Regions from separate parts of the Mus musculus genome. Here all the other regions are linked to region 3. A link is a contact called in public Hi-C and promoter capture Hi-C data. All regions are on one chromosome and are shown on one strand. Each heading gives the region's core, a stretch centred on a gene start, on an enhancer-like site or on the middle of the called end of the contact. The rest is flanking DNA. Distances are from core to core; before and after follow the strand shown.

What was found. Promoter capture Hi-C pulls out the DNA fragments that hold promoters and counts their contacts. A called contact is a pair of places that touch in the nucleus more often than the background predicts.
Region 1: a promoter capture Hi-C map of pre-B cells shows a contact between it and region 3. The contact joins the promoter of Snrpg here to the promoter of Wbp1 in region 3. A contact is called at or near these places in 2 of 39 promoter capture datasets (maxillary cranial neural crest and pre-B cells).
Region 2: a contact with region 3 is called in a Hi-C map of B cells, with 5 read pairs. The contact joins the promoter of Pcyox1 here to the promoter of Wbp1 in region 3. A contact is called at or near these places in 1 of 39 promoter capture datasets (cranial neural crest) and 1 of 484 Hi-C or Micro-C datasets (B cells).
Region 4: a promoter capture Hi-C map of pre-B cells shows a contact between it and region 3, with 8 times the contacts expected there. The contact joins the promoter of Isy1 here to the promoter of Wbp1 in region 3. A contact is called at or near these places in 3 of 39 promoter capture datasets (cranial neural crest, liver and pre-B cells).

The regions. Positions count from the first base shown.
Region 1 is chr6:86,370,098-86,372,797 of GRCm38.p6, forward strand. It overlaps Snrpg (small nuclear ribonucleoprotein polypeptide G), which reads left to right and starts at 1,443. Exons shown (of 4, transcript NM_026506.2): 1 at 1,443-1,517. The coding sequence starts at 1,486.
Region 2 is chr6:86,395,898-86,398,597 of GRCm38.p6, forward strand. It overlaps Pcyox1 (prenylcysteine oxidase 1), which reads right to left and starts at 1,253. Exons shown (of 6, transcript NM_025823.4): 1 at 1,076-1,253; 2 at 17-223. The coding sequence starts at 1,187.
Region 3 is chr6:83,120,050-83,122,752 of GRCm38.p6, forward strand. Wbp1 (WW domain binding protein 1) reads right to left here and starts at 1,412. Exons shown (of 5, transcript NM_016757.2): 1 at 1,154-1,412; 2 at 723-827; 3 at 136-238. The coding sequence starts at 1,222. It overlaps Ino80b (INO80 complex subunit B), which reads right to left. Exons shown (of 5, transcript NM_023547.2): 5 at 1,716-2,315. The coding sequence ends at 1,779.
Region 4 is chr6:87,837,341-87,840,040 of GRCm38.p6, forward strand. It overlaps Isy1 (ISY1 splicing factor homolog), which reads right to left and starts at 1,419. Exons shown (of 11, transcript NM_133934.4): 1 at 1,304-1,419. The coding sequence starts at 1,306.

The sequences.
Region 1 (2,700 bases), core at 193-2,692, 3.3 Mb after region 3:
ACACCAAGAGGAAGGCAGAGAGCATCATAACTTGAAAGCTGTTAATGTTGAAAAGATAACTTAGGATTAAAGGTACATGGGGGGGGGGGCTGAAAAGATGGCTCAGCAGTTAAGAAAACTCTTCCGAAGGTCCTGAGTTCAAATCCCAGCAACCACATGGTGGCTCACAACCATCCTAATGAGATCTGGCGCCCTCTTCTGGAGTGTCTGAAGACAGCTACAGTGTACTTACATATTATAACTAAATTGTAAAAGGTGCATACTGTAATTTCAGTACTGTAAGGCAAGCTGAGGATTTCCCTCCTGCTTTGAGGTCAGTCTTTGCTAAAGACTATCATTATTCATGTTCGTTTTCTAGTTTCAACTAGCACAGCAAGTGGTGGGGAGAGTGTATAGCTAAGCATTCTTGTGCTATTTTTTTGTTGATGACAAACTAATCATGAGGAGAACCTCAATTGAAGAGCTGCTTCCATCTAACAGGTCTCTGGACATGTCTGTGGGTCATTAATGACTACCATGAGAGAGCCCAGTGCACTGAGGGCAGTGCCACCACCCTGGGAGAGTGCACACCTTTATTCCCAGCCCTCAGGAGGCAGGGGCAAGCTCAATACCTCAGGACTTGTGTGGTACTCCTCAGCTTTTATGTATGGACTGTAGTGTGCTAAGTGGGTTCTGAAGGCAGCGTTAGAATTGCAGAATTGATGAATCAGAAATACCCCAGACACTGGATTCACGTCCTCAAGAGAATCCGCCTAGCCACCTTCCTGCTACTGATGCGGACAAGCTATTCTGTGCTTCAGGAGCCCTCGGCTTCGCCTGGATGTGCTTAGGAAATTAAGGGCAGCGTGGTGCAGATGCCGTTGATTCTAGCACGGGAAGCAACAGTTCAAAGCCAGCGTTGACTACACAGTGAACTCGAAGCCAGCATGAATTACGTCAAAAACAATGAGGAAGGGGCAGGGGAAATGACAAAAATGTAAAGAGAAAAAAAGTGTAGTAAGTGGGAAAAGGAAAGAAAAGAAGTGACACACAGGCTGGAGAGACGCTTCAGCAGTTAAAACCACTGGCTGTTCTCCCAGAGCTCTGGAGTTCAATTCCAGCACCCACATGGTGGCTCACAAGCATCTATAGTAGGATCTGAGGTCCTCCCCTGGCGCGCAGGTGTACATGTAGAGCACTCATACATAAAATATAAATGAAGGGGTCTGTTTTTAAAGTGACCTGCCACTTCAATTTTACACAAAGGAAGCTTAGCCGAACACAGCCTCTCCGTCGTGGCCTGTCACTGGCGACGCAACCGGAAGCGTGGCTCTGGTCCGCAGGTTCAGACATCCCCATCAATATCGCGAGATGAAAGGTAATGTTCTCCGAAGGCGATTGGCTCGCGCGGCGGTGACGTCAGACACCAGCGCCAAGCCTGCCTTGCGCGCGTTTCTGAGCCTGCTCACTCCTTCGCCGTTGTGCCGAGCCCGCAGAGGAGTCGCCATGAGCAAAGCCCACCCTCCCGAGCTGAAGAAGTGAGTAGAGTCGGCCCTATCGAGACTTCTGTCTCGCTCGGGCTGCCGCCGCTGGTCCCGACGGTCGCGGGAGCCGGAAGTGGCGCTAAGGTCCGGTCGGCATGGTTACTGCAGTGCCGGTGCCTCTGTCTTCCCAAAGCTGGGGCTCTCCTAGGCGGGCAGCCAAAGGCAACCTGGTTGGGGACCAGGGCAGCGGTCGAGGTGCATGGTTGTGAGGAACCGGAGACTCGTGGGCTTAAAATGATCGATTGGAGTCGGACGTGATTGGCTGTGATCTATGGGGCCAATATTCAGGAAGCTTAGGCAGGAGAATTACCGCGAGTTCCAGACCAGCCTAGGCTTAAAAAAAAAAAAGACACTGTGTCTCAAAAAGTTTAAGGTGAGGTAGCGTTTTGTGTTTCAATAAATGTGCGCGTTCATTTGCGTTCATCAAGAGAGCTAGGTTTAGTTTTGGGGTTTTTTTTTCCCCTTTTTGGTGCTCAGAGACATGTTTAGTTATATGTTTGTGCACGTGGGTGCAGCTCCTGCGGAGGCCAAAGCGGGCATTGGATCTGCAGAAACAGAACTTGTAGGAGGTTGTGAGCCCTCTGGCGTGGTTAATAATAGCTGGACTCGTGTCCTCTGGACAAGCAATAAGCGCTGGGCCATCTGCAGCCCCAAGAACTAGGTTTCTGATACACTGTCCTTGTATTCAAGTTACATTTAAACGTTGTGTAATATCTTGCTCTGGCAATAAATCCATGGAAGGACATCCATTTTCTACTTGTAAAGAGCTAATTTCTGAAGAATTTTATTCTGTACCCAGTAAAATCAGACAGACCCTTTGGTCTCAGACACTTCTGACTGGCCTGAACCTGTCGCATATGCACATAGTCATTGGGTTGCTCAATACAAGATTAATACTGGGTCTTTTCTGGTGTAGCCAGAAAATAATCTGTCTTGTGTATAGCCTGTTTGCTACTGTAAAGTTCTGTCAAGACCCCAATGCAGGGGAAAGATAACAACATTTGCTGATTTTTGTATTTGAGTGCACATTTTAATCAAAGCCCTCTGTGTGAAACCCCTGCAGTTTTGTTTGAATCTGAATCTGTTAAACCGGGCCTAGAGAGTTGGCTCAGAGGTTGAGAGCACTGACTTCTCTTCCTAGAGGTCCTGAGTTCAATTCCCAGCAACCACATGGTGA
Region 2 (2,700 bases), core at 3-2,502, 3.3 Mb after region 3:
CTATGAAATCACATACCCAGCTCTTTGACAAATCGCTTCATGTGCAAATTTAGGGGGTGAATGACTGAACCCCCTGCCTCGTAGTCATGACCTTGCACCTTCAAAGTGGCCAAACGGCCCCCGACCTCTTCTCTCTCAAACACGTCAATCTTCACGTCCTTCCCAAATTTCTTCCTTAGATAATAGGCGGAGGAAGTACCACCGATTCCAGCACCGACTATTGCTATACGGAGGGGGGGAAAGGAAAAGAGGAACCGTTTGTTTCCCCTCCTATCAGTGTTGCTTTTGTTTTTGAAAAGCCATTAACCAATAATAGCCATTACTCAAGACTAAAACTAACAGCTTGGGGAAACCTGAGGGAAGGGGTTCTCTTTAAAGACAGACTCCCTGAACCTAGACAGGTGCTATAGATGAAGTTACAAACTGACAGTTGGTCAAAAGATGCCCAAAGGTTCTCCCAGGTCTTTGTGGAGGCACCACCGGACCCAGGGACCCTGCTGTGCCCAATTCCTGGGGAAGTATGAATGGGCCCCTCCAGCACGCATTTTAAATAAAGCAGACGCCATCTTCGCCCAGCTTTGTTCTTTGTCTCTCTATGGCCCCAACACCATTAACGATCCCGAAAGACACAGCTTCAGATGGGAATAGACACCCAGGAATGAAAACCCGAGGCAACCAAAGCCACGAAGAGACCGGGTTCTCCAGCTAGCTGCAGCAGTTGCAGTAAGCAGAGCGCAGGTGCGGGGAGGCGGTCCCAGTCCTTCTCGGGGGAGGGGATCTGGAGGTAGGGGAAGAGAGACTGGTCCCAGTGCAGAGTCTGCGTGCCCCAATCGGCCGGACAAACAGACTTAGCTCCAGGGACAGCTAGAGGCGGGCTCTTGAGGGCGTTCAGCTGCTAGAGCCGAGGGCCTCCCAGGCTGGAGCTGCACGGATACCGAGTCCCTGGCTAGCACACGCCTCCAGTGGCACTCCTCCAGACTCGGAGCGCACGGCCCGGTCTCCGGACCCCGATCTCCACCCAGCCCTGGGAAGACCGACCTAGGCATCGCCGCGCCTCTGTATCCCCCGCACCTACCGATCCTGTTCGGCGGGGCCCGGGGCTCGGCGCTCGCCAGACTGCCCAGACCACATAGCAGCAGCCCCAGCCAGAACAGTGAGCCCACCAATGCAGCGGCGAAGCGCCCCATGGCCTCCCGCAGCTGCAGACTGACCGCGGGTCCGCCAGCAGACCCTGCTCTATGCGTCTGCGCGCTTTCGCCCCGCCCAGACCACGCCCCAGAGCACACGACCACGCCCACTCGTCCCACCCAGGTCCTTTGCTCCCCAGGCTCGCCGATTTTGTGTTATCTAATCCTGGTCCTCTGTGCCCCCGAAGTACACTCTGGTCCCAGAAGCCCACATCCAAGGCGCAGGTTGAGGGCCACCTCAGCTCTCCTTTCCCGCCTCTCCTGAAGATGCATCCTTCTTCACAAGTGCCCTCTACAGTCCCCAAAATCGCGAGCTTGTAGAGAATGCACGTGGCCAATCTCAGTCTAAACCAGGCAAACCGGCCGCAAACATTTCTAAAGTGAGCACTTTGTTCCAGGGACTCAGCTGCGTGATAAGAAAAGGAAGAGAGATGGGGTATTGTGAAGTAAGAGGAGCAAAACACGGGACCCACGTCCATACGAATAAAATTAGAACACCAAAGTGGCCTCTCACATACGGTCTGTTTCCAAGTTGAAGACACTAGAGAAGACACAAAAACAAGAAATGCTGTCTACTTTCCTCCAATTGCCTAAAAACAAAACACTGAGTGTGTATGGGAGAGTGGGGGTGCTGGAGACATGGCTCAGTAGTTAAGAGCACTTCCTGCTATTTATTCCACCGGACCTTCCTCTGGCACACTTGTAAGCATAACAAAATTTTAAGCACTGGAGAAATGACTCAGTGGCTAAGAGTGCTACTGAGTTCTGTTTCTGAGGCTTACAACTGCCTGTGCCAGCAGTGCCAGGGGAACTGTCACCCTCCTCTGACCTTCCAGGGCACCAGAACACACACAAACACATAAATAAAAATAAACATACACACAAGGACAAAGGGATCCTCCCTTCTCTACCTGAGGGATGTGGGTTTATCACCAAAGGCAATTTTAGACATCTTAAGTAAAATTCCTAGGAAGCCATTAGTTTGGCCTGAGCTACTGGGCTGGATGGATGGACAGCATGCCAACTCAATGGGGAATCCCCATCGGAAGCTGCGTGCTACCAGAGGTGAAACTAAATTTTCTGGTTGACCTTCATAGGAAAGGGAGCTGGTGACATGCCTCTGTTAGCAGATCCGAGAACGATGTCCCCTATGCTTCAACCTTCCCAAAGAGCATAACTTCAAAACCAGTCAGCTCTTTGTTTCCAGCTTCTGCCTTCCTCTGCCCTGGGCAGTCTAAAGAGCCAGGCTTCTCCTCCAGATGTAGGAAGAGCTGTGCTATGTTATAGAACAAGGTGTTCTCACTTCTAGTCAGCTGAGACCTGTCAATATCTTGTAGTTTTGGTTTTTCCACAGATCTTTGTTTTTTCAAACAGAATCTCAAGTAACCCTTTCTACCTCTTGTGTGCTGGGATTTCACAAACTTTCACCAGTAAGAAATTCACATAACAAGCCTGACCCCGGAGCCTTTCTCCTGCCATATATTATTTGCCTTCTCTTGGTTTCCAGCCCTAA
Region 3 (2,703 bases), core at 162-2,661:
GGAGGCAAAGAGGGCACAACTCAGACCACCACCCCAGACTCCAGCCCTAAGCAGAGAAGGGTCTTTGGTAGCTGAGTTCAGAAATCCAAGGGAGGATGGGCATGGAACCTGAGATGGATCCCTTTGAAGACTCACACCAGAGTTCATAGTAGTAGGTGCAGCAGCCAGTCTCCCCACAGCAATGACCAGTCTCACAGAGGTAGGGCTGGGTATTCACTCCTGGGCACAGCTCTCGAAGCTGGAGGCAAGGAGGCACTAAGAACCAGGGGCTTCTACCCAAGGCCCTGTCCACCCCCACCTCCTGCACGCACATACAGTCCCACCCACGAGCCGACCTAGCTTGGAAGGATGGCATGGGATGCTAAAAGGAGGGTCTATATGTAGGGCTATCAGTATGGAAGATTTAAAATGCCAGAAACTAGTGAGAAAGTAAAGTGTAAATACAGAGAAAGTGATATCAGTTCTTTAAACCCAATACTTTTCTCACAGAAGCCTGGCCCCAAGGGTGGTTTTTTGTAGGCTAATGTTTTAAAAGAAACAAAACATAGTGTGACAATGGGTAGGAATTTAAGGCCATTTCCAAAGCTAAAAAGCTTTCAACATCTCCCACCCCAAAGGTCTGCCTCCCACACCCCCAAGATGGTTTTTTTTTTCCACCCCTGGGTCTCAAGCTCCCTGGGGTAGAGGAGGCACAGTGTGAGACCCAGAGCAGTGCTCCCAACCAGATGGGATTGCTGTGGATGATAAAGGATGGTATCCAGGGCGCGAGTCTGGGTTCCAGCTCGTCTCCAAATTGCTCCCTCAAGAGAAGATGCTGCCGGACTCTGCTGTGACAATAGGCACAGAGAAAAACATCACAAATAACTGCTGCAAGACAGAGGGAACCTCCCTGGGGGTTTCACTACGCCTCTGGTAACTGGAGAGCCACTGCAGGCTTGCATTGCAACCATGAGATGGGGTCTAAGAGGGTGCAGGTAAAGTCAACTGCATCTACGTAATAAGTCTAGACAAAGAGTAGAATGGTCATGTTCAGGAACTTCAGAGTACCTTTGGCTCCATGAGCTCCTCCCCCACCCCGGACAGGAAGTGACAGGAAAGGGGAAAGAGAAATAAATGGCTGTAGTGAGATAAGCTTTTAGAGCTGCTGGGATACCTGCTGTTGCGGCGCCTGAAGTGACCCCCAGGCCTCTTCGCTGCTGTTCCTGCTGCTGGCCCGAGCCATGCCTCCACCTACAGACCCCTGAAGACCACAGCCTCCTCCACCGCCAGCTGCCCCGCCCCTGCCACCTCTGCCGCCACTTCCATGGTCCCTGCCCGGCCCATCGCCACCGGTGCCACCATCACTCCGCGGCCGGAGCTCCCGGCCGGGGAGAGCACCTCCAGAGGACACAGTTGCTCAGTCCAGCCAATCAGAATCGCTAACTAACAGATCAGCCAATAGGAACCGGTCACAGGTTTCTCCTTTTGCCCAATCCGCAGCGGCGCCTGTGCCGCTCTCCCAGACAACAAGAACTCACACAGACAAAGACAGGGGAAAGGCTCGACCAAATGCCTGACTGACAGCAACAATAGCCAGTACGGACAACAGAACAAGCTTTGACTTATCGGCCAATGAACGGCCGTTCAGCACAAAAATTTTCGCCGATTGGCTGAATGACTTTACACACTCAGGTTCAGACTCCGCCGGCTTCCCACTCCAGCAATTCGATACAAGCTGAGGCACTGTACGAAATTTAATAGGGTGGGGGAGACAGCAGGAATGTGGCGTGGGAGAGGTCTTAGGTGGCCAGGAGTGGGGACCCCGGGCCCTCGGGCCCTCCCAGCCGTAGCTGCAGGTTGATGCGGTAGCACTGTAGGCTGCAAAGGGCCTGGCCGGTGCGGGAGCAGGCATAACGACGCGGGTGGGGGCAGCCGGGGACAGAGCATCGTGGAGCGGGGCCCGATGGGGCAGGCCGCTGTGCCACCGCCGTGGGTGTGGGAACGCCGGGAGGAAAAGACAAGGTGGAGCCCTGTGCCCCGCTGCAGTAGCGCACCATGGGTGCAGGGGCCGGGGCAGCAGCCCGTCCTCCGCGCCGCTCGCCCCGCGCCGCCCCGCGCCCTCCACGCCCGCTAGGAGCGGCCGTCTTGGTGAGGCGCTCAATTGTCTGATTTTTGTGCTCCTCGGCCCTCCTCGCCGCCTGCAGCCGCCGCTTCCGTGCACGCTCCTCACGCTTCAGCAGCATCTCTTCGGTGAGGGCAGGGGCAGGGCAGCCCCCACCCACTGGCAGAGGCAGAGTCGGGGACGGCTGGCTCCGCGCCTTCTGGAGGAGGGCTCGCTGGGGAAAGAGACAGAGGATGTCTGAGAACCAAATGGCGAGGTTTTTGGGGTCACCCACCCCTATTTTCGTTTGTTTTTGTTTCGAGGCGGTCTCACTATATAACTTTGGCTGCCCTGTAAGTCACTATGTAGACCAGGCCAGCCTGGAGCTCACACTCTTGCCTCTGTTCCCTAGGTGCTGGGATCAAATGCTTGTGCCACTGTCCCCATCTTTAGGGACCCTTAATACCACACTTCTCTTCCCAGGGTTCCTGCCTCTCACTCAGGTCCAAAGGAGGAAACAAAAGTATGGTACCCTGCCTGCCCCTTGTGTAGGTTTTTGTTGTTGCTGTTATTTTAAATAGTATCTCAGGAAAAAACATCAACTTGGATTTGGCTCAAACCAA
Region 4 (2,700 bases), core at 169-2,668, 4.7 Mb after region 3:
TGATGACTTACTCAGATAAACGCATGAAGTCAAGCAGAAACAGACACACAGTCTAGAGAGTCAGCAAGATGAGTTTAATTTAACTTGCCCTTCAGATTGCCCCTTCCAATCAACTCTGAAAGGAACCTGGCCAGTGGAAGGTGGATATATGAACATGACATCAATACAGGACACACCCTCCTTCAGAAGTAGCTGTTCAAGACCACTGTTTCCTCTCCTTTTTAGGTTTCTGTTCTCAACAGTCTGTAGTGTCCAAAACATCCTCTGTAAGCATTCCATGGCTTCCTTAAATGTTTATGCATCTGTTTTATTTAACAGGAGTATGTATCTGTTTGCCCCTATGTATGTGTAAATACCACCCCGCCCAAAGTGTATTAATGTTTTTTTTCTACTTAGTATTATAAAGCACAGACTGACAAGAAGGCCTATATATTTGAATGTGTCCATATTTTGCACGTGGTTATGCATATACTTACACCTGATCCTTAAACATAATTTGGTATATGCATATAGATAAATATCTACCAAAATGGGCTGGTTTTGTAGATAAGACTATACAGATTTCAAAGACATCAATAAATCTCAGAAGTATGAAAGCCACTCCGTATACTTTTAAGGGGATTTTTACCTTTAATTTTTTAATATTTTTTGTATGTGTATGAGTGCTTTGCATGTATGCATGTAAGTGCACCACATGAGTGTCTAGTGTCACTTAACAAGTGGGTGTTGGATCCCCTAAAACTAGAGTTTTGGATGATTGTAAGCAACCATGTGGGTGCTGGGAACCAAAGTGAAGTGGTTTTTGATCACTGGGCCATCTCTCGAGGTCCACGGACACTTTACTTTGAAATTACTACAGTAACTGCGCCTCTTTGAACCAACACTGTGTCTGATCTCATACTTCCATATTAAACGCTTCTTGAGTGAATGAAACCGAGAATCACAACCTCTCAACAGATCAGCCCATCCTATTCATTCACTCACGGTTATGTCACACACGTCTAGAGAATGTCAGATTCTGTCCTCGGTTTCAGGCAAGCAAAGGCGTGGAGACCCTGCCCTTTAAAAGGTCCTATCCGTGGAACCTGAGAACGCCCGGGCCGTTCAGTCTCTACGCATAATGTGCTTCACCCAGACTGAACCACCAAGACGCAATACAGCTCCCAAACTCAGTTTTCTTGCCATTTCTTACAGCTACGCCAGGTGGGAAAAGAATCCCGGCATAGGCCAGGGAGCCCGAGGCCGCACACTGGCCCAGACCTCGGGTCCCCCGTGAGCCCCATCCCTTCCCCAACGCACTCACCATGGTGCCGGCGAGGGCGCCCTGGCGCCGCTCTGCAACGCAACGTGCTCAGGCGCCCGGAACAAGGCAGGCAGACGCGGGAACGGAAAACAGCGGACAGTCTGGTCTTTTTGTCGGAAGACTAAATGGAAAGGACCGGAAATTAAGGACCGGAAGCGAGGGAGGGAGGACGAGGGAGGGGAGAGAATTGCAGTGGAGCTTCGGTAGGCGGCTTCCCGCCGACGCGTGTCCAGTGCGTCATCCCGCGCCTAAGTCAGCAAGACTACGCTTGCGCGGCAGGAATGTGTGCGTCATTTGTCGTTTGGTTTCGTTCTGCTGGTAACTGCGGTCAAAGATTCGCCTGCCTCTGCCCTTCCTGAGTCTTCTATGACAGCAGATGACCTTTTTGAAAATGACTGCACCTCTCTGAATGCACTGAGTGTTCATAGCCCCTAGGGACCCTGCGTGGAGTTCTGTCACCTGCCTGGACCCGCCAGGCGCAGGCACTGGGGCAAACCATAGCCATTGGGGCGAACCTGTCTTCCTGGGAGGCTTCTTCACCGCTGCCTGCCATTTACCTGGAGCTGAACAGTGACTGAGACTATGATCGTCCTCCTTTTAAGAAACGTGTATAATTATCATTATTCTTTATTAAAGGTGGCTGTTTCCATGAAACTGACAGATGTGATCGTGAAAGAAACATTTAAGCCAAGGAATCAGCTCTCTCTCCACACATTCCCAGAAGGCAGAGACCACATCTTTTAAAATACAGAGATGCGGTGGTGGCGAACGCCTTTAATCCTAGCACTCAGGAGGCAGTGGCAGGCGGATTTCTGAGTTCGAGGCCAGCCTGGTCTACAAAGTGAGTTCCAGGACAGCCAGGGCTACACAGAGAAACCCTGTCTCGAAAAAACAAATTAATTAATTAATTAAAATAAAATACAGAGATAAGGCCAGGCTTGTTGGCTAATGCCTTCAATCCCAGCATTTTGATGGCAAAAGAGGCCAGTTTCTGTGAACTGGTGGACACCCTGGTCTTCATAGAGAGGAAATCCAGGCGAGCCGGGGGTGCATAGTGAGAACTTGCCTCAAAAACTAAAGAAAAAGGCAGCTTGGATCCCAAGACTCAGAAGGCAGGCATATCTTTGAAGTTTGAAGCTAGTCTACAAAGTTAAGTTCCAGGATAGCCACACGAAACGACTCGAAAAACAAAAACGTAATGAGAAGAAAATGAAATACGGAGTAAGGTCCAGAGAAGAAAAAGCTACCTGGAGCAAGTGGGAAGTTAGAGACTACGTGAGTCACTTAGCAGAGATGGATTCTGGAAATGGTGGTGGGCTCTCCCACTGAGTCAACACTAAGGAGAGTACCCTGTCATAGTCCATGCAAGAATGTTACCACCGTGCATATAAGACCAA